7 separate regions of the Mus musculus genome follow, and all the other regions are linked to region 1. The links are chromatin contacts, called in public HiCAR-type, HiChIP or PLAC-seq, capture Hi-C and promoter capture Hi-C maps. All regions are on one chromosome and are shown on one strand. Each heading gives the region's core, a stretch centred on a gene start, on an enhancer-like site or on the middle of the called end of the contact. The rest is flanking DNA. Distances are from core to core; before and after follow the strand shown. Region 1 holds the start of Sec14l2 (SEC14-like lipid binding 2). Region 2 holds the start of Ap1b1 (adaptor protein complex AP-1, beta 1 subunit). Region 3 holds the start of Drg1 (developmentally regulated GTP binding protein 1). Region 4 holds the start of Nefh (neurofilament, heavy polypeptide). Region 5 holds the start of Pik3ip1 (phosphoinositide-3-kinase interacting protein 1). Region 6 holds the start of Nipsnap1 (nipsnap homolog 1). Region 7 overlaps Nf2 (neurofibromin 2).

Region 1 (2,657 bases), core at 88-2,587:
GTGGCCACAAAAGGGAAACATACTAGGAAAGCCACCAAGGGAGGTGGACAGTGACCCAGGATAGCCACCCCTATCCCTGATCTCTCACTACCCAGTAGTAAACAGGCAGCCCCAAGCCTCCTACAACAGCAGAGACCTTTATCTGGTTACTGACCTGTAGGACACCTCCAGAGAGGACCAATGAGGACTGGCCACCTCTGCCCTTTGCCTTAGGTCAGCTAGGTCTAATCAGACCCTCCCATCCCCCAAAAGCAGCTCCCAGAGTTAGGACAATGGTCATCTAAACAACAAGCAGAAGGCCACCCTTCACCAAGGACCTCACCTAGCCCCTGGCTTAATCCCCACCAAACCTATGCCCAACAGACTTAGCCTGCACGTCAGCAGCAAACCTGGCATGGGAAAAAAGTCACACACAGCAGCCACATCTGCTGCCACACTCTGGAATAAATAAGAAACTGCACAACTGGGAACACTGGGGCTGGACCCCATCAATTCTGATCCCGTGCAACTGAGGAGATAAAGTCTTTTGGCCAGAAGTGCCAGCTCCCGAACTTGAATGGAGTAGATAAGTCCCTGTCTGCCCAGGTGCCAAGGCAAAGCCTGGTCAGGTCCTTTCCTTTTGAGTGGCATCACTAAGTTCAGGCAAGGGTCTGGGTTGCCAGGGTGGGGAGAGCTCTTCTCTCCGAAAGGATTCCAACCTAGTGAATCCCGGACATCTTAGACTTCACACACAAGAGGTGCCCGACAGACAACTCCTCTAATTTCATCGAAGAGCACAGCACACAGGACAGGGTTTGGCCCAAGGTCGCACAGTGACTTAGTGCCTTGAAAGAGCTAGGGGGAGTTTGCCAAGGAACTGTCAGGGACCCTTCCATATGCCACTGCCCCAAAAGAGAAAAACCTCCCGGAAATGGGAGGAAACCTGGGGCCCTGCCCCTGTCCCACGGCCCTGCTACCAGTCCCTGCCAGCCCGGAGGATGAATGTTGCCTTTGTGCCCTCAGCTGCCTCCCAAGGCTTCCAAGCAACCACTTCTTCCCAAGGGGGCACCTCTGGGGCTGCTCATGCTGAAGATCGCGATGACCAAACTTCCCGAGGTCCTCACCCTGAAGGAGAAGCGGTCCGCTGGGCACTAGCCAAGCGGGGGCGATCAGTCGCCCGCCCGCGAGGACAGTCCCTTACAGCCGCTTTTCAGCCAGGAGCGAGGGCCACAGACAGACCAAGAGCAAGCTCACCTTGGCCAGTGCCTCCTCCTGTTTGGGGCTCAGGTCACCGACTCTGCCGCTCATCGTGGCTCAGCCTTGGGGCGCGGTGCCTGCGGCAGCTGATGGAGCTCCGACTCGTTTGCCGCCGCCGCAGCCGCTGGAGTAAAGTCCCAGTCTTTGGCCGAGGCCCCGGGGCTGGCGGCCAAGACCCGCCTCTTAAAGGAGCCCGAGGGGCGGGGCGAGACGCGCAGAGGCCCTGGATTGGAGCCAGAATGCTTGCTCATACACCTGAGGAGCTACTTGGGTCTGGATCCTCATCCTAACCAAGAGGAAGCTGGAAAGCTCTAGCAAACGACGTCTTCTAAGGTGCGACTCCACAAGGCTGGACCGGGCTGCTCTCATAGCTTTCCTTACCCCAAAATGTTGACAGCTCTCTGGTGCCCACTGAAAAGGGATGCCCCTTAAGCGTCTTTCTGCCTGTAGGAACTGTGGTGTTCACTCTGCCATCTGCTTATGGTCACTACTACCAGCTCTGCTTGGGAGTGAGAGTTGACCCCCAGGGTTGCCGATGTAACTCAGTGGCAGAAGGCTTGCCACTGAGTTACGCGCACGACCTTAAGTCGGATTCCCAGCACTGCATGGTCATAGTGGCACATTCCAACACATACCTGAGATCCCAGCATTGGAGAAGCAGAAGTTCTGATCACCCTTAGCTTATTTATTGGGCTTGAGGCAAGCCCAGAATACAAACAAATAAACCAAATGGAGTGGACAGCCTTTTCCCTCTACCTGCAGAGCAGGCATGGTAAAGACCATGGCATCTAGCTGAAGAGAAAGGAAGACCAGCCTCCCCACTAAGACCCAGGTCTCTGCGTCTGATCTTCCCTGCTCTCTGGGAGCCACACCTGAAGCTCTCACATCTCAGTTGGCATGCTCTGCTTCCTCTGTGGAAGTGAGGAGGCTCAGGTTTGAGGGCCCGTGTCCCACGGGTGTCTACGGGGTCCTTTGCCTCACTGCACTGTTGCTTCTTCTCTAACCGAGGGTGATCATGGGCAGGAGGCTAATGGAAGTTAATGTACACAATTCTCAGGTTTGACTTCTTGTGGCCACCTCCTTGCTGTCCATTGCTGGCTGCCTAGCCAGATCTTGGCCGTAGGCTAGACAGAGAGGAAACCACACTGGAAGCCAGAGCCCACAGCAGCCCTGCTGTGCTTATCTGCTTCCCAGCTCTGGCCAAGAGCCTGCGGACTCCCCGCTAGTGACAAGTTTGACTAGTGAGTGGGTGGACTCTGACAGCTGTAGCCTAGCAGCCTCTTGTCCAGCCTATACCATCAGACTGCCTCCCGCCCCCCAGTTACTACTTCTGGCTCACACAATAGAGTTCATAGCCTTCTCCTGCTAGAGCCCTCGCCACTTTGATCTTACTTCCATGGTGATACCTGGTCACAGGGCCA
Region 2 (2,657 bases), core at 98-2,597, 870 kb after region 1:
AGTCACAGATGCCATGAGCTGCCATGTGGGTGCTGTGAGCTGCCATGTGGGTTCTGGGAATGAACCCCTGTTATCTGGAAGAGCAGCCAGTGTTTTTAACTGCTGAACCATCTCTTCACCCCAGCATCTGGAATTCTATTTTGTCTATTTTATCAATTTGCCATAACTATTTTATCAATTTGTCATAATTATATTATGACAAAACTTTAAAGAATGTAAAAACAGCTGGGTGTGGTTGTGCACACCTTTAAACCCAACACTGTGAGACAGAGGCAGGCAGACTTCTGCTTGGTTTTTCAGTTTCCAGGTCAGCCAAGGTGACAGCGATTCAGTTGTTAGAGTGCTTGCATAGGATGTAAAAGCTCTGAGTTAGATCCCAGCACTACATAGACCAGGCATGATAGTACATCACTGTGAGCTCAACAATGGGGCTGGCTTGGGTTACACAGCAAGAGCTTGTCTCAAATCAATAACACACAAATAATAAAATAAAAAGGCAGACATATTACATCTAGGAGGATAACCAAGTGTTAAAAAACGATTTTCTCAGGAGCCTACGTGTTTTGGTTTTGCCTTTTTTCCTTACTAATATATTTCTTTTTTTTTTAAAAAGAATTATTTATTTTGTGTGTATGAGTACAACACTGTCGCTGTCTTCAGACACACTAGAAGAAGGCATGGGATCCCATTACAGATGGTTGTAAGCCACAGTGTGGTTGCTGGGAACTGAACTCAGGTCCTCTGGAAGACCAGCCAGTGTTCTTAATCACTGAGCCATCTCTCCAGCCCCCACTAATATATTTCTTTTTTTCTGCAATGCAGATATTATTGGTTTAATAAAAATGCTAGAATAGAAGTTTTATAATGTTTTAAAGGGGATGAACACAAGTTATCTATTAGAAAGAGAAAATTAATAGGACCAAAGTCAGGAATGAAATGGCTGTATCAGTTGAGGTCTCACTGTGAAGTATCCCTTGGATAAGAAGTCTTGGACGTAGCTTATGTTTTCCTTTTAGAACAATGAATTTTCCAAGGGCAGCAGAAAAAGTCTCGTTTTAGCCTAGCAGACAGGCGCAGTCCAGCAGCTGATCAGATTTGTAGCTCCGACTTTCCCTTTTCCTAAGACAACGTTGGCCTCAGTCTTCCCATCTGTAACTCAGAAAGAGATGAACTTTAAAGTCTTCCAAGACCCTTTCGATTCCATGGTGTTTGAGAGGGAGCCTGGCCAGGGATTCTGAGCAAGGGTATCCCAGCCTGAACTTAGCCGCTTGGCCCGCCCAGGCCCTCAATTCTCATAAAAGCCGGCTCTGCTAAGGCCCCGCCCTTCCCACACAGGCCCCGCCCAACAGGTCCCCAGCCCCTCCCGCCAGGTTGCACCCTCGACCCCGCCCCCGGGGTGTGCGTCCACCGGAAGTTCCGCGCACGGGCCTCTTACTTCCGCTCGGCAGGTGACAGCCGTGGAGCTTGGAGCCGCCGGCTGCTGCGACGCACCGGAGGAGAGGGAGGCGGAGGCTGCGGACATTTTGCTGCTGAAGCGAGCCGAGCCGCGGCACCCGGAGCCGTTTGGATTTGTGGGTGAGGAAAAAGGCAGCCCGGCGAGATAGGAAAACAAACAAACCCGAAGGGGTCCGAGGAGTGGGGGGGGTCTGCGAGGTCAGAGGTCACGGAGAGGACGCTGCGCTGGAGGGTTGCGAGCCGCGAGAGGGCGAAGGTGAAAGGCCTGCGTGCTCATTCATTCCCGACGGCTTGGCGGCCCGGCGTCAAGCCGTCCGTCATTTCAGGTCCGCAGTCCGGTTCGGAGAGACTCCTGCACTTAGGCCTCCCCTGCGCCCTGCTTGTCCCTTCCCACTCCTCGGCCAACCTCAGGCCTCCTCGTTCAGGGCCTTATCTCTTAGCCGCCGCCCCCCCAAAACGGGGCAAACATCTAGAAATGGCCTTCTGCCACCCGCCCCTCGTCCTTTGGATCCTCAGGGACACGTTGACAGAATGGGAGCACTTGTCTTAGTTCTAACACCACAAGAATGTCTTGTCACTGGTTCTCCAGCCCTTCCTGACTTCGAACCTCTGTGCTAAGCACTTTGTGTACTGAGCTCACAGCTGCCTCTGTAAGGTAGCTACTGTTGCTTTCCCCCTCTCACTCGCGAGGACACCGAGGCACGGGAGGTTAAATGACACACGGAAGGTCATTCGAGTAGTAGAGGCAAAATCAGGCTTCCTATGTAGGTCTCCAGAGACCTTCAAAGCTCGGGGAGAAAGGCACCTGGAGCTGGCTTGGGGTCTAGAAGTGACTTGATATATTGTCGCCAATATATTGTGTGAGTTGGTGTCAGGATGCAGCCTTCTCACCTGTCGTCTGATCCGATGTTTAGGAGGAGCTGTTGATACACTTTCAACTTAGGAGGCTGTTCGGCCAGGTTGTTTTTGTCAGTGTTTTGGCTCTCAGGTCTTCCTGCCTATTGGGCTATTCTTGGAATTGATATCCAGACAACCCCTTCATCCCGTTTGCACTTTATTCGTTTTGCAGTAAAGAGGGGAACAACGGGGCCCCTTGGGGGATCTTTTGGTCCTAGGTTCTAGGGGAACAGGCCCACAGGATGGCCTTTGGCCTGTCATGGTGCCTGGGATGACTGGTCTGCGTGGGAGATGGGAAGGCGACT
Region 3 (2,657 bases), core at 118-2,617, 850 kb before region 1:
ACTGGCCTCGGCCTCCTGAGCTCCACCTAAGAATTATTTTTTATCCTTAGACGCCCACAATAGAGGTGAAGGTGAACAAACTGTCTATTGAAATACTGCTTCAGGGGAAGACCAAATGGCTCATATTCACGAGCATCCAGCAAACTGCAGACTGAAGAGGATACAGGCAACTAAGTATTTTTTAAAAAGAAAAACCAAGCCTGGCTAATGTCAGCACTCTGGAGGCAGAGGCAGATCTGTCTGAGTTCAAGGCCAGCGTGATCTACACAATGGGATCCCTGACATCCAGAAGTATGTAGCAAGACCCTGTCTCCAAACAAAGGAGAGAGGTAGAGGGAGGGAGAGAGGGAAAAAATCCAGGGCCAGATAGACACACTCAAGTGCACTTGCTGCCAAACTTGGAAGACCTAAACTCAATCCCAGAAACCATGACTGAACAGAACGATTCCCCTAAGTAATGCTGAACACACACACACAGAAACATAAAAATAAACTGAATTCCCTCTCCCCTCTCCAGTTCATTCTCTTCACCACAAAAGAAACAAACGAGACCCAACGTGAAAGGACCCACGGTCATTCGAATTTCTATCCACAGAGGGAATTAAAATGCATCTGCTGATTCGTTTCTACGGTACCCAATCTAAAAGAAGGGTGTCACATTACGGACTTTAAAAAGCCCTGAAGGTCTCAGGGATGACGCGCCATCCAGGTACAATCTACTTACTCCCAGATCTTACCGTCACAACCAACGGCGTGTAAAAGGGGACCACCAGTGAGTGGCAAGTGGGCAAGGAATAACGGGACAAGACCTCAAAGCCCGTGATCGGATCACGGAGTCTGGGATATAGAAGTCGTGTGGCTCAGAGAAAAAAGCAAGAAAAACAGAAATAATGTCGAGACATGCGCCGAAAACCGGAGCAAGTGCTGGGTGTGGGATGTGGGAGGTTGCGCAGAGACGGAGCTGGCGGATGGGAGCTGAGAAGCCCAGGCCCGAGGAACTGAGGGAAGGGGCTGCATGGGGACGGGGCTGCGGCAGCGCAGGTTTAGACTACGGGGGCGATGGCAGCTGGTGGCACAGGGGTGGAAGCCAGGCCCTGACGCCGCGGACGCAACACCGGAGGAGCCGCAGCGCCGCAGAAGGGCCAGGAGAGAAGCGCCGGCTGCGCCTTTTACCTCGGCTTCGATCTCCGCGATCTTCGCTAAGGTCCCGCTCATGGTGGCGGAGGGCTTAAGGCCACACCAGCCTCCACACTGGTTAGGTCCCCCTTCTCGCGCCCGCCGCGCCTCTGGCCACCACTGCAGCGCGCAAGCGCGGGATCTGCTAAGCTCGCGACACGGTTCCGCGAGAAGTCCGCGCCGACGCTCTCGGAGATGGGCGGTCTCCGCCTTCTCCGCCGACTCCTCCCTGTCCCGCCAGCCAGCGCGGTGTCATAGAGCCCGCAGTGAGGTGACCAGAGCGGTCGCTCGGGCCAACTTCCCGGAGCGCGCCGAGGGTCGCGCGCAGCTCGGCCCCACCCCGCCGGACCTGCGCTCGCCCCTTCGACTCCCGTGCCCAGCGTGCACCTAAACCCGGCGACCATCAGAGTGCGCGCAGATACTTGGAAGCTCCCTTTCTTCATCAGGACAGACCTCGGCTTCCTGGGTTGTAGAGAGACTCAGAGGGGTGGGGGGTTGTAGAGAGACTCAGAGGGGTGGGGGGCACAATTTTTGAGGGATCCTTTGTTTACCAGGAACCCTAAAGAAGGAGTGTGGCACTCAACGAGCCACAGTTAGTGGATCGAATGAGCTCTTCCAGAGAGAGCCATTACTTGGAGAAGCTATCATGTTGAAAAGTTGGAAATTATGTTAGCACAAATTAGAAGGGAATGCATAAATAAATATAAAAGCATTTTTATTGTGTAAAATAAGGTTACAGCCACTAAAGCGTAGTGTGACTGGAAGTGAGTCCCGAATTTGTCAGATGGACAAATAGAACTGTGCCTTTTATCATTATACTCTCTAGGCTGTTTGTTAGAAATACACTTAGAGAGGCATAGGGTAGTGGTACCCACCTTTAATCCCAGCACTTGGGAGGCAGGCGGATTTCTGACTTCGAGGCCAGCCTGCTCTACAGAGTGAGTTCTAGGACAGCCAGGGCTATACAGAGAAACCCTGTCTCAAAAAAAAAAAAAAAAAAAAGTACCGGAGTGTGTCTCCTGGTGGTGCTGAGACCAAGGATCTCCTGTGTTCAAGGCAACCCTCGACTACCACACACCATGCCAGAAAGTACATTCTAGGAAATGTAGATAAACCAGATGATAGAGGCGCACGCCTTTGATCCCAGTACTCAGGAAGCAGAAACAGGTAGATCTCTGAGTTCAGTTCCAGGCCAGCCTGGTCTTCAGAGCAAGTTCCAGGACAGTCAAGGCAGAGAAAGCTATCTCGAAAAACTGGGAAAAAAATAAAATAAAAAAGGGAAAAAAAGAAAAAGGGAGGTAAAAGAATGGTTCCCATAGGAAGGTTTTTCCTGTAATGCCGAGGACTCACTCATGACACTTAGATCGGGAGGATCCCCCTGAACCCTGAGGGGAGAATTGTTTATGGGTCTGATGATGAGGGACATAGAGGGACCGACCATTTGCTTTGTGTAATTGTTTAATTGGGCTTTGGACACGGGT
Region 4 (2,657 bases), core at 77-2,576, 830 kb after region 1:
CCTGATACGCTGGGTCCAGACGGGGCTTGCTCCATTTCAGATGGGAGATCAGTCTGAATCTGGGGTCTAACAGTGTGTGGGGCACAGGGGTTGGCCCCGGTGTTTAATTACAGACATAAAAAATGTGGAGGGTGGTTTCCTTTTTCTAAAGGAAAATCCAGAGTTGGGGCGCCCCAAGGGAGGGTCTGGGTAAAACCGCTACTTTGTCAGGTGGCATGCACCTCGCAGCGGGTCTAGCTACTTCTGAGAGGAGTCCTCTCGGGCTGCTCACTGCTCCGCCAGGAGGGGGCGACCCCTTCCCACCCCGCGCTCCCGCGCACCTCGGAACCACTCCTCGGACTGCAGCGTGCTCTGCACCGCGTGGCCTTCGAGCTGCGCGCGGATCTCCCGCAGCGCCGACGTCACGTCGCACTTGAGGGCGTCGCGAGCCTCGGCCTGAGCCTGCGCCTGCGCGGCCCCGCAGCCCTGGATCTGACCGAGCAGCTCGCCCACCTCCTCCTGGTGGTGGCGCCGCAGGTAGCCGCACTCCTCCTGCAGCGCCTGCGCCTTCTTCTGCAGCTCCACGCGCGCCGCTTCCGCCTCCTGCGCGAAGCGCGCCAGGGCGCGCGCCGCCGCCTCCGCCTCCTCACGCTGCCGGGCCTCCTCGTCCAGCCGCTGGCGGACGTGAGCGATGTCCTCCAGCAGGTGCTCCTGCTCCAGGCGCAGCTGCCCGCGCGCCGCCCCGAGGCGCAGCACGGCGCCGCGCATCTCGCGCACCTCGCGCTCGTACAGCTCGCCCATGGCGGCGCGGCCGGCTTGCTGCTGCCGCAGCGCCGCCGCCTCGCCCTCCAGGCTGCGGTTGTGCGCCTCGAGCTGCCTCACCTTGTCGATGTAGCCCGCGAAGCGGTCGTTCAGAGCCTGCAGCTGCTCCTTCTCGCTGCGCGCCGCCACCGCCGCCACCACGCAGCCCTCTGGGCCGTTGCTTAGGGTGTCTAGCGAGTCGGTGCTCGAGGCGGCGCCGCGGAAGCGGCTGGGTGAGGCGGACACGGAGCTCACGGACGTCCGCGCCCACGAGTGGAAGCCGCTGGAGGAGCCGGCCGCGGAGCGCGTGCCGCCCGGGCCTGCCTTGCGGCTCAGCGAGTAGTGCAGGCTGCCGCCTCCGTGCAGCGGCGCGAACGGGGCGCCCAGCAGCGCATCGGCGCTGCCGAAGCTCATCATGGCCGGAGCAGGTGCGGCCGCCAGCGGAGCGGGAGTGCGGGGCTGGGACGGGGCAGGCAGCACTGCGGCAGCTCTGGGACTCCGGCTCTTTTATATCCGCGGTGGCCCGGTCCGGCCCCTCGGCAGTGGGGGGCTGGGGAGGAGGGCCCCACCCTCTCCACCTCCTCCCCCGCGGCCCCGGGCCGACCGGCTTCTCCGCAGTGAGAGGGGCGGGGCTGGGGGGGACGACCCAGGAGTGAAGGGGAATCGACGCATCGTCAGTAGAGCCTCCCGAGGTCAGACCAAGGAGTAAAGGACTTCCGGAGCGGACAAGTGCAGACCTCCAGGTGCATGTCGGAAGACCCTATTAGTCAGAATAAGACCCTCAGAATAAGAGAGGGCACTGGAAATAGGGAGAGGATTGCAGAACTGATGGGTCAGGGCGCCTTCGGGTTGAAGCAGTGGGAGACTGCAGTGATTACTATGAGAGGACACCCCCACTTGAGAAGCAGCACAGGGTTGGTTCCCTGATAGTTAGAGAGGACCTTGAGATGAGGAGTGCAGACTGCAGTCACCCACGAAGGGATTCTGTATGGGGTTGCATGATGGATGCTACTGATGATAAATGGGGACCTTCTAGCTGGCGGTGCAGTGTTCCCCAGATACTACAGCGGCCCTGGGCCACCCAAAGGGGCTTAAGGAACTGTACAGCTGGCTTCGGGGTTGGGGTTGGGGTGGGCGTGGAGTTTGAAAGGACCGCAAAGCTACCCTGAGAAGGAGAACACTGCAGACGGAGAAAGGGAGCGCTGGGTGAGAGGAACGTGGTGCTCTCTAAAAATTCCAGTGGCCACGACTGGAAAGTGGAGTCTCCTCTTGCCCGGAAAGGAAAACTGCCTACGAAGAACAGGGGGTCCCTCAGTAGGCAGCAAGAGCCTCAACACCGAAGCCAAGTTCTGCCACAGGGTGGGGTTAGCTTCTGTGCTTCGCTAGCTGAATGACCTTGTACAAATTGTGTTCTCCTATGTTTGGTTTTCCCTTGTGTGCAAGAGACAAGATGCAGCTCCAAGCTCCCATGTGCCCCTAGGAGGTTCGAACTTGGGAAATGTCTGGCTGATTTTGGGGAGGAGAACCCACATATTGCCAGTCGGAATAGTAACCAGTTCCTCTCACCTGAGAACTTTGTCTTTCTCCCTTCCTTGCCCGATTTTTCTGCTTTATCTTGGCATCTCATTCCTTTTCCAGAATAGATGAACCAGTACTGCCGTAAGCATCCCCTTTCATGCTCCGAGGAAGTGGTGGAGTGGTTTTTCAGTACCAAAGTCCACCGACCTCCATCATGAGCCCTACTGAGGCTTCAGGTGAAAGGGCGGGGACGGCGGAGGGGCTTAGACTTGGAGCTCTTGCTTTATTATACGGCTCGTTCTTGGTTTGGTTTTCCGGTCAAAAGCGGTGTTAGTGGACGGAGCCGCCCGTGCCGCTAT
Region 5 (2,657 bases), core at 100-2,599, 790 kb before region 1:
CCTACACACACACATACCACACACATATATACACACCACATGCACACCCCCCCACCCCTCCCCAACCCCACCCCCACACGCACACACACGCACTCTTTGGGGGGCGGTGTTTATATGTGTGTTTTGCCAGCATATGTGTATGTGCATGACTGAGTATCAGAGGAGGGAGTCCATATTCTGGATCTGGACACAGATGGCCTTATGCTAAGTGCTGGGAACTGAACTAAGTGCTCCGCAAGAGCAACAAGTGCTCGTAACTAATGAGCCACCTCCCCAGTCCGGACAATGGTTTTAAAAGGCATGTCAGGTGGTTTGGGGACATGGTTCAGAGACTAGGAGTACTTGCTGCTCTTCAAGAAGAGCTGACCCGAGTTCCACTGCCTACTTCAGCTACCTCCCATGGTCGACAACTGCCTATAACCCCAGTTCTTGAGGCCCTGAAGTTTTCCTATGGCCTGAGTACAGACACAGATAAACCCACAAATAAAAATAACCCTTTTCTTCTTAAAAGACACATCAGGGTTCAATCACTTCTCATAGTTAGAATCACATTAGCTTTCCACTATGATAAAGTCTATAAAACTTACTTCATAGTGTTATTTTTTTCCTCCCTACATTGTGGCAAGATCAAAACAGAGTTTCTATTCTTGGATTTGCCCCAGTCACAAGGTAGTCTTGGCAAACCACCCTGTTCTCTCAGTTTACTGAGGCTGCTTGGGAACTTCAACTGCCAGCCAAATAGAAACTCCAAAAGCCCTAAGTTATGTGGATGTGGTTTAACTGTAGACACAAATTATTGCAACTAGATTTCCTATATACTGCTTGAGGGGAGTTGGAAGGAAGACATTTTACTTCTGGGCTGGTAAAAAGGGTGGACTTTACAATATAGCTAAAGGAATTCAATGTTTGTGTAACATGTATTTTCAGCTAATGATACCCTTTCTGTGTTCCTACTATATATGGATAACCCAAACCTCAAATGTTAGTAAAGGAATGTGACTGAACTGGCCCTAGCAAAGTACAATTTAAATATATTGCTTCCAGACAGATAATTCTTAGTTGTGCTGTCTATGTGGTCTTAAATTCTTCCTGCTTCTGCAATCAGCATCCGCTCTTACAACTGTGTAGTGCTTTTGGGGCTCCTAATCCACCCCACTCCACGATGCCTTCTGACACAGTGACTCTGTACTCACACTGGTGGAAAAGGAAGAAAAGCCCTGGGCATGCAGTTGTGCAGGTCTCACGCGGAGCTGCTGCTAAGCAAAACCTCTCTGCCACTCTCGGCTTGGCTGAGTTCCTCTCTTGGCTCAGGGTTAGTGATCTGGTAAGGTCTAGGAGGCTTAGGACCCAGGGGGCGCCTTTCAGCTGAAAAACACCTCGGCTGCAGCAAGCTAGCTGGGAAGCTCCCAGTTCTAAAGAGAGGCTGTTTACCAGAAGAGCATAACAGGGGCCGGCCAGTCTGACTGCAAGGAGACAAAACTGCTGCCAAGGAGGACCCCCCCCCCCCATTTGGACACTGGCTGTTGAGTCACCTGCGAGCCGAAGAGACGAGGATGCTGTTGGCTTGGGTACACACATTTCTTCTCAGCAACATGCTTCTGGCAGAAGCCTATGGATCTGGAGGTGAGATTACGTTTTCTCCCCCTTTCTGCAGCAACTTAAATGAAACAGATTCCCCAAACGTGGTCAGGCCGACAGGGAAGGAAGGTTTTGGCTGCTTTTCTCGTTATCCTACGAAAGCATTCTTCTCTCCTCTCTCCTTCCTTGCCAGAGGCTTGCAGCTCCATCTTTGCCATTAAGAACAAAGACAAGTAGTCACTTTCTCTTTCCCTTTCCTTTCACACGAGTGGATGGAGTGGAATTCGTCTCTTCTACTCCCCAGAGTCTTACCCTTTTAAAGTCCGTTTGCTTTGTGTGGCAGGCGCACGAACCTCCCCTCTCCAGCCTCCTCCCGTGGCTCTCTGCTGAGGGGAGTGGGAGCTTAAGAGATGAGGCAGAGACCCTCAGCTGGGGTCTCTATTGGATCTTTTGCTTCCCTGAATCAAAGGCTTTTGTGGAATTCTCTTGGGAGCTGGCGGTGTCTGTTAAACTAGCAGAAAGTGGCTGTATTCGTAGAGAAGGGAACACCAGTTTATATAACATTGACTTCTCAACACTGGGATGACTTCCATGTCTGACTGCCCAGAACCAAACTCACCATCTCCACAGAAAGACCTTAGGGAGAAAGACCTTCTTGTACCTTCAAAGTGGTCCCAAGTCCAAGAATAACAACCCTTTGCAGTTGTGCAGCGATCTTAAGCTTTTTTAAAAGGAAGGAAGGAAGGAAGGAAGGAAGGAAGGAAGGAAGGAAGGAAGGAAGGAAGGAAGGAAGGGAAGGGAAGGGAAGGGAAGGGAAGGAAGAAGAAAGCTAAATCGAGTGTTGTGTGTGGACCAAACGCCGCCAGGGGCGTGACACTCTGAGGTACACAGGGCTTTCTCCCGCGGGGCCAGAGAAACGCACTAAGAGTCTCGGGCGGGTTCCTCTTCCTCATAGGCTGCTTCTGGGACAACGGCCACCTGTACCGGGAGGACCAGCCCTCGCCCGCGCCGGGTCTCCGCTGCCTCAACTGGTTGGCCGCGCAAGGCAGCCGCGAGTCGCTCACCGAGCCCAGTGAGTG
Region 6 (2,657 bases), core at 83-2,582, 760 kb after region 1:
CCACAGCAGGAGAGGTTGCTTGTAATCCCAATGTTGGGGAAGCATAGACAAGGAGATCCTTGGGGCTCACTTGCCAGTAGCCTAGCTGATGGAGGGGGCGGGGCATGGCTAACATCTCTGCCTTGGAGGTTTCAGTCAGCAGTGATTGGAGTGATTTGTCTGCTCCACCAGGCCTTGGCTGCCAAGAAGTACAGATAGGACTTGTTCAGCCAACCTTTGCTGTCTCAAGATCTTAGATGAGACCTAACTTGCCAGACTCACAGTTTGAAGCACTCCGGAAGTTAGTTATACCGGCTGTAAATCCCCTGCACCGAATTACAGTCGGTGGCTTGGCATCCTCCCCCACCCCACTCCCCCGTTGGTGTGTCTCTGTCCCTGTGTCCCCCAGGGGATCAGAAGGGATCCATCTCTGTGTGGGCTGAGAAAGCAAATATAGAGCCTCCAGGTGAATAGACAGTGAAGAGAAAATGTTTTTTGTTTGTTGTTTTAATTCCGTAGTCTCTTTTTGTTGTTGTTTTGTTTTGTTTTATTTTGTTTTTCGAGACAGGGTTTCTCTGTATAGCCCTGGCTGTCCTGGAACCCACTTTGTAGACCAGGCTGGCCTCGAACTCAGAAATCCGCCTGTCTCCCGAGTGCTGGTATTAAAGGCATGCGCCACCACTGCCCAGTTCGTCTCAGCCTCTTAAGTGCACCATCACACTCGGGCTTTGGAGAAAGAGCATCCTGCTTGCTCAGAGTCTTGTCCATCTGTTTTAAATGGTTAAAGAGACAGTTCTGCCTTTAAAAGCTCTTGGAGGAGACCTGAGTTTGGATCCCAGTACCCATTAGAGTGCCTCAAAATCTCCTTTAAACTCCAGTTCCAGGATATTTGAGGCTTCTGGACCCCCCCCAGGCTCTCTCTCTCTCTCTCTTTTAAAAATTGTTATAGATTTTGTTCTTTTGAATAGACAAATATTGTCTGTTGATGCCTTGACACAGAAGAACACAAGATGTAGACAGAACATTTGCCAAGCCATGTGTGAGGTCCTGGGCTCCACCTCCAGCACCCAAGGAGGAAGGGAACTCACATAGTTTGTGAACAATTTTAGGGGTATAAAGACTGTCTTTAGTTTATCCTCAGAATGTCCAGGACATACAACCCTGCGATTATCGAGATGAATTCCCAGGTACAGAGGGGAAAAGGTCGTTGAAGAGAACAGAACTAGTTAGCTGCAGAGTTTCAAGAGCTCGGAGGTGTGGGTATGGACTGTGCAACTGTAGAGTTGGGGGACTCCCACCTGCTTGTGTTTGAAAGGGAAGCTGGCGAGGGGAGGGCGTGGTTTTCTCTAGTCCTGCCCCCAGCCACTGGGCTGAGGCGTGGCTTTCCTCCAACCTGCTCCGGTCCAACATGGCTCCGCGGTTGTGCATCATCTCTGCAGCGGCACGGCGGCTATTCACGAAGCCGAGACCCCGTGCTGGGGACCTCGCGGCTGCGGGTGCTGTGCGGTGAGAGGCCGACGGGGCTGACTGCGTGCCCGGAACAGGAGCAGGGGAGGGGGCTGGAATGAAAAACAGACTCTCGGATTTGGAATTGAGGGGTTAGAGGCAGAGAGCTACCAGGATGTAGGCCTGAGGCTGAGAAAGAATGGGGAAGGTGAAAAGGTATGGGGATGGTTTTGGTTTTTAAACAGGTTCGTACTACATGTGATTCGACCTCGGAATCTTCTTGCCTCTGCCTCCCAGATAGTGAGGGTGTGCACTACCATGCCTAGCTGGGCAGGTTCTTTGTCCTGTTTGGGACCTGGATCTGGGCTGAGAATAAAAAATGAGGTGAGTGGGAGGGACAGGTTTTGAGCCCTGGATCCCGGACGAAGGCAGAGGATATTGGCAGCCTTTTGCCTGGCCTTTGTGGTTTAGCACGCGCTGGGGTCTTCTGAGCCAGCAGAAAGTTTTGGAAGGAGAGGAGGACTGGGGGTACGGTGGGAATTCCCAAAGTGATTCCGCACCCTGCTTTGTACAGGTGGGTCAACAGAGTGGGGTGGGAGCTGTTCAAGGTCAGCGTCCGTGCCATGTGGAGGCAGCTCTGGATGTTAGGACCCAGGTCTTACGATGCACTCTGCACTTTGTACCACGGCTGGTGGCCTCCTAGGAGAGAGGCTCAATTCTGGCTTTGGAGAGCTTGGCTTCCTTCCCCTGACTGGCTCTGGGCTGCTCCTCCCTCCTCGATGCCACGCCCGGTGCTACCCCCATCTCTGCACCTATCACCCGGAGCACTTCTGACCCTGCTCTCCTGTTTCCCCAGCCCCACACCCTCACAAGTTTTAGGACAGGGTTTGTGCAAAAAGCATTAGCTAAAGAAGTGGAACACCTGCCCTCACACCTGTGGAAAGGGACCTGCGTTACTCCTGCCCCAGCCCAAGAATGTGGCCATGGAGTTCCGTTAGATCGCTGTGCACATTAGGAAAGCACGGATAGAAGAGTTGGGACGCGTGCCCTTCACTTCCGTGCTGGGTAATGAGAGAGAAGCCGACAATGGGAAAAAAGCCTAGAGTGTACCTTGTAAACTCAGCCTTTTCTGGAGGGATGACCTTGGGTAGGAGGAGAAAATAGGATGTGTCTGATAGCCTTGTTTTCTATTGCTAGGAAGAGAACTCAGGAGTTTAGGTATGCTAGGCTAA
Region 7 (2,657 bases), core at 72-2,571, 710 kb after region 1:
AGAAAGCTGACAAAAGGAAGGTCATGCCAGCTTGAAGGAACAGTGTGTCTGCACTTGGGTCCAAGCTGTTCCAAAGTAAAGGAATGTTCTCTGCACTTTTCTAGGGTATGACAAACAGCATGATTTCCAATCTGCAGCACTGAATGTTCAATGCAGGGCTGAATATGTAGCTTGGGCCTGGTACATGTGACAACTCTCATTCTGCACAACTGACCTGGGACCGGGCTGTGTCAGGACACTAGATCAAAGCAGAGATGCATATAACAATAGCACGAATAGAAGCCAAGATGAATGGGATGTGTCTCCTATTTATTTTCTTATTAAAATATTCCTAGCCAGGGCTTGATGACACAAGCCTGTAATCCCAGCCCTTTGGAAGATGGACACAAATTCTGAGCTAGCCTGAACTGTGGAGCAAAAAAAACAGTGTTTCTGACACCTGATGACAGGCACATAAGCCTTTCAGACCTACATTTACATAATGATAGACCTTCCTTTTTTTGTTGTTACATTTTTGTTTATTTGTGTGCATGCATATGTGATTGCATGTGATCACAGGACAATTTGTCAAAGTTAGTTCTTTCCTTCTACCATTTGGGCCCCAAACCTTTTGAATTGAGGTCATCATGTTTGGTGGCAAGCACCTTTATCTGACAAATAAATCATCTTGGTGGCACTAGATGGCTCTATAGACCTCTAAAATAATCTTTAAAATTCCATTTATTTGGGGAGGGGGTATACACAAAAATGTAGAGGTCAAAGGTCAGCTTGAGGGAGTTGGTTCTCTCCTTCCACCATGTGGATCCTGCAGACCAAATTAAGATCATCAGGGGACTGGAGAAATGGTGCAGCAGTTAATCCCAGCACTCGGGAAGCAGAGGCAGGCGGATTTCTGAGTTCAAGGACAGCCTGGTCTACAGAGTGAGTTCCAGGACAGCCAGGGCTATACAGAGAAACCCTGTCTCGAACCCCCCCCCCCCCCCCAAAAAAAAGAACACTGCTGCTCCTACAGAAGACACAGGTTCTGTTATTAGCACCCACATGGCAACGCAGCTCACAACTGTCCTTAACTCCAATTCCAAGAGATCCTGACACCCTTTTCTGAATCTATAAACAGCATATACACATGCAGTGCACATACAACACATGCAAGCAAAACATGAATAAACACAAAGAAAAATTAATAAATCTTAAAGAAAATATCAGGTTATCAAGCAACTCTACGCATGGAGTAATCTTACCAGCCCTGGATGCAGGCAGCTGAGGAGGCCTGAATTGAGTGAATATGTAAACAGCAGACAGATGAACTCCTGAGTGTGTACTGTTGGCATGGTCATGCCTACGATCAATACCTCAGACCCACTGGAATTTGGGAATGTCTTTCCACAATTGTGAGGCTTAGAATTCAAAACCTTCCTCTATTTCAAATGCCAATGTTTAAAAATGATTGACCAGTTTCCTCCAGCCTGAGACTTCTTGTCTATAAGCATGTCCCACCAAGACTAGCTACCTACCCTATGTGTACATAACAAACATGCAGAGCTTGCCGCACTCAATGCAGTGCGCCATCAGAGCACACACAACCACGGAAGCCCAGCTTTTCTGTGTACCTTGGCTGTTTCTTTAGTACCTATTCTTTCTTTATTCCCTCACTGTTCCTAGTCAAGTCAAGGAGCCAAGCTGTGTAGTATATGGCATTTGTAGGCTTTTATTTATTTATTTATTTAAAGTTAGGTATATAGTCCTTTCTGAACAGTGTGTCAAAAATAGAACAGTCTCTGGTTTTCATGAGTGTACACTTAAACCTGTCTCTTTCCATCTGCAGCCCTCCTCCCTGATCGTGGCTAGAGAAGAGGAAAAAAAAAGGCTGAGGCAGGTGTTCACTCTCCAGAAGTAAAGAGGGTGGTTTCCAAAAAGAAGACAGGCACAGAAGAGTGCCCTTCAGGCAGTGGGGCTGGAAGGAGCCTTTGGAGCTGCTTGGCTGTGGCTGTGCTTGCTGCCGTTCCATTAACAGGCTGCAGTGTGATGTCACAGATATGTGATGCGCCTGTATCAAAAGACAGATGTGTATCAACTCTATAAACACGACTAAGTGCTGTCGGCTTGTTATTTTCTATAGGGGCTAGATTTACAAGCTTTACCCACAGTGAAGTACTTGTCATTTATCAACTTTAGAACGTTTTAAGTAAATAGCACTGAACACTTACCCTCCACTGCAGGAACACAGCTAGAATGCAGCACTTTTCAGTCACAGGAAGCAAATGGCACCAATAACCCATGGAGTTGATTGGAGCCTATTAGCCAGCACAACCATCTTACCAGTTGGCCAGGGATATACGAAATCATCCTGACACTGCCATTTGTTTTCTGACTTTGTCAGTCTTGGCACTGAATTTCTCTTTTCCCCGGTAGTGCTATGCAGCCCCTGACAATCAAACTCCTTGTACACACTGATACTACATTGCAGGGTGAGAGGAAACTAGGCCACAGGCTGAGGAAAGGCCACAGCGAAACAAGGTTTCAACTCTCTTGAAGAAAGTAAACCCAACTGGGGTGCTGGATGTGAATGCCTCAGAGTTAGAACCCACAGAAAAACTTAGATTTGGGGCTGGAGAGATGGCCCAGTGGTTAAGAGCACTGGCTGCTCTTCCAGAGGT

The links. Promoter capture Hi-C pulls out the DNA fragments that hold promoters and counts their contacts. HiCAR-type assays count read pairs that join an accessible place to other places. HiChIP or PLAC-seq counts read pairs in DNA pulled down with a chosen protein or histone mark. Capture Hi-C pulls out chosen DNA fragments and counts their contacts.
Region 2: a HiCAR-type map of astrocytes shows a contact between it and region 1, with 7 times the contacts expected there. The contact joins the promoter of Ap1b1 here to the promoter of Sec14l2 in region 1. A contact is called at or near these places in 10 of 39 promoter capture datasets (the 3T3-L1 cell line, the HPC-7 cell line, embryonic stem cells and 5 more) and 3 of 115 datasets of contacts at active chromatin or transcription factors (astrocytes, hepatocytes and stem cell-derived neural progenitor cells).
Region 3: an H3K27ac HiChIP or PLAC-seq map of embryonic stem cells shows a contact between it and region 1, with 11 times the contacts expected there. The contact joins the promoter of Drg1 here to the promoter of Sec14l2 in region 1. A contact is called at or near these places in 1 of 39 promoter capture datasets (liver) and 2 of 115 datasets of contacts at active chromatin or transcription factors (embryonic stem cells and hepatocytes).
Region 4: an H3K4me3 HiChIP or PLAC-seq map of stem cell-derived neural progenitor cells shows a contact between it and region 1, with 6 times the contacts expected there. The contact joins the promoter of Nefh here to the promoter of Sec14l2 in region 1. A contact is called at or near these places in 8 of 39 promoter capture datasets (the 3T3-L1 cell line, embryonic stem cells, erythroid cells and 4 more) and 1 of 115 datasets of contacts at active chromatin or transcription factors (stem cell-derived neural progenitor cells).
Region 5: a contact with region 1 is called in a capture Hi-C map of embryonic stem cells, with 5 times the contacts expected there. The contact joins the promoter of Pik3ip1 here to the promoter of Sec14l2 in region 1. A contact is called at or near these places in 4 of 39 promoter capture datasets (hippocampal neurons, liver and pre-B cells), 1 of 115 datasets of contacts at active chromatin or transcription factors (embryonic forebrain) and 1 of 9 other capture datasets (embryonic stem cells).
Region 6: a contact with region 1 is called in a promoter capture Hi-C map of liver, with 4 times the contacts expected there. The contact joins the promoter of Nipsnap1 here to the promoter of Sec14l2 in region 1. A contact is called at or near these places in 5 of 39 promoter capture datasets (the 3T3-L1 cell line, embryonic stem cells, hippocampal neurons and 1 more), 1 of 484 Hi-C or Micro-C datasets (embryonic stem cells), 2 of 115 datasets of contacts at active chromatin or transcription factors (astrocytes and kidney) and 3 of 9 other capture datasets (embryonic stem cells, liver and pancreatic islet).
Region 7: a contact with region 1 is called in a promoter capture Hi-C map of liver, with 4 times the contacts expected there. The contact joins the enhancer-like site here to the promoter of Sec14l2 in region 1. A contact is called at or near these places in 16 of 39 promoter capture datasets (the 3T3-L1 cell line, 3T3-L1-derived adipocytes, the HPC-7 cell line and 10 more), 2 of 484 Hi-C or Micro-C datasets (cortical neurons and liver), 11 of 115 datasets of contacts at active chromatin or transcription factors (bone marrow-derived macrophages, embryonic forebrain, embryonic limb bud and 8 more) and 4 of 9 other capture datasets (adipose tissue, embryonic stem cells, liver and 1 more).

What each region holds. Positions count from the first base shown.
Region 1 is chr11:4,117,392-4,120,048 of GRCm38.p6, forward strand. Sec14l2 (SEC14-like lipid binding 2) reads right to left here and starts at 1,338. Exons shown (of 12, transcript NM_144520.2): 1 at 1,234-1,338. The coding sequence starts at 1,287. Gm51934 (a long non-coding RNA gene) reads left to right here and starts at 958. Exons shown (of 3, transcript XR_003949841.1): 1 at 958-1,569.
Region 2 is chr11:4,985,477-4,988,133 of GRCm38.p6, forward strand. It overlaps Ap1b1 (adaptor protein complex AP-1, beta 1 subunit), which reads left to right and starts at 1,348. Exons shown (of 21, transcript NM_007454.3): 1 at 1,348-1,575.
Region 3 is chr11:3,265,096-3,267,752 of GRCm38.p6, forward strand. It overlaps Drg1 (developmentally regulated GTP binding protein 1), which reads right to left and starts at 1,368. Exons shown (of 9, transcript NM_007879.2): 1 at 1,174-1,368. The coding sequence starts at 1,215.
Region 4 is chr11:4,946,738-4,949,394 of GRCm38.p6, forward strand. It overlaps Nefh (neurofilament, heavy polypeptide), which reads right to left and starts at 1,327. Exons shown (of 4, transcript NM_010904.3): 1 at 321-1,327. The coding sequence starts at 1,197. It also overlaps a transcript of Ap1b1 not described here.
Region 5 is chr11:3,329,382-3,332,038 of GRCm38.p6, forward strand. It overlaps Pik3ip1 (phosphoinositide-3-kinase interacting protein 1), which reads left to right and starts at 1,350. Exons shown (of 6, transcript NM_178149.4): 1 at 1,350-1,623; 2 at 2,534-2,650. The coding sequence starts at 1,554. Gm12592 (predicted gene 12592) reads right to left here and starts at 1,809. Exons shown (of 2, transcript NR_165248.1): 1 at 1,533-1,809.
Region 6 is chr11:4,872,619-4,875,275 of GRCm38.p6, forward strand. Nipsnap1 (nipsnap homolog 1) reads left to right here and starts at 1,333. Exons shown (of 10, transcript NM_008698.3): 1 at 1,333-1,485. The coding sequence starts at 1,388.
Region 7 is chr11:4,828,075-4,830,731 of GRCm38.p6, forward strand. The region is part of intron 1 of Nf2 (neurofibromin 2); the gene reads right to left. Among named protein-coding and RNA genes, the nearest start is that of Nf2, 20 kb to the right of the region's middle. Within about 2 kb of position 1,322, at least 7 of the 459 cell types and tissues checked have an H3K27ac peak or open chromatin away from gene starts, as enhancers often do. A contact at or near this core is called in hepatocytes and liver, where this site is marked.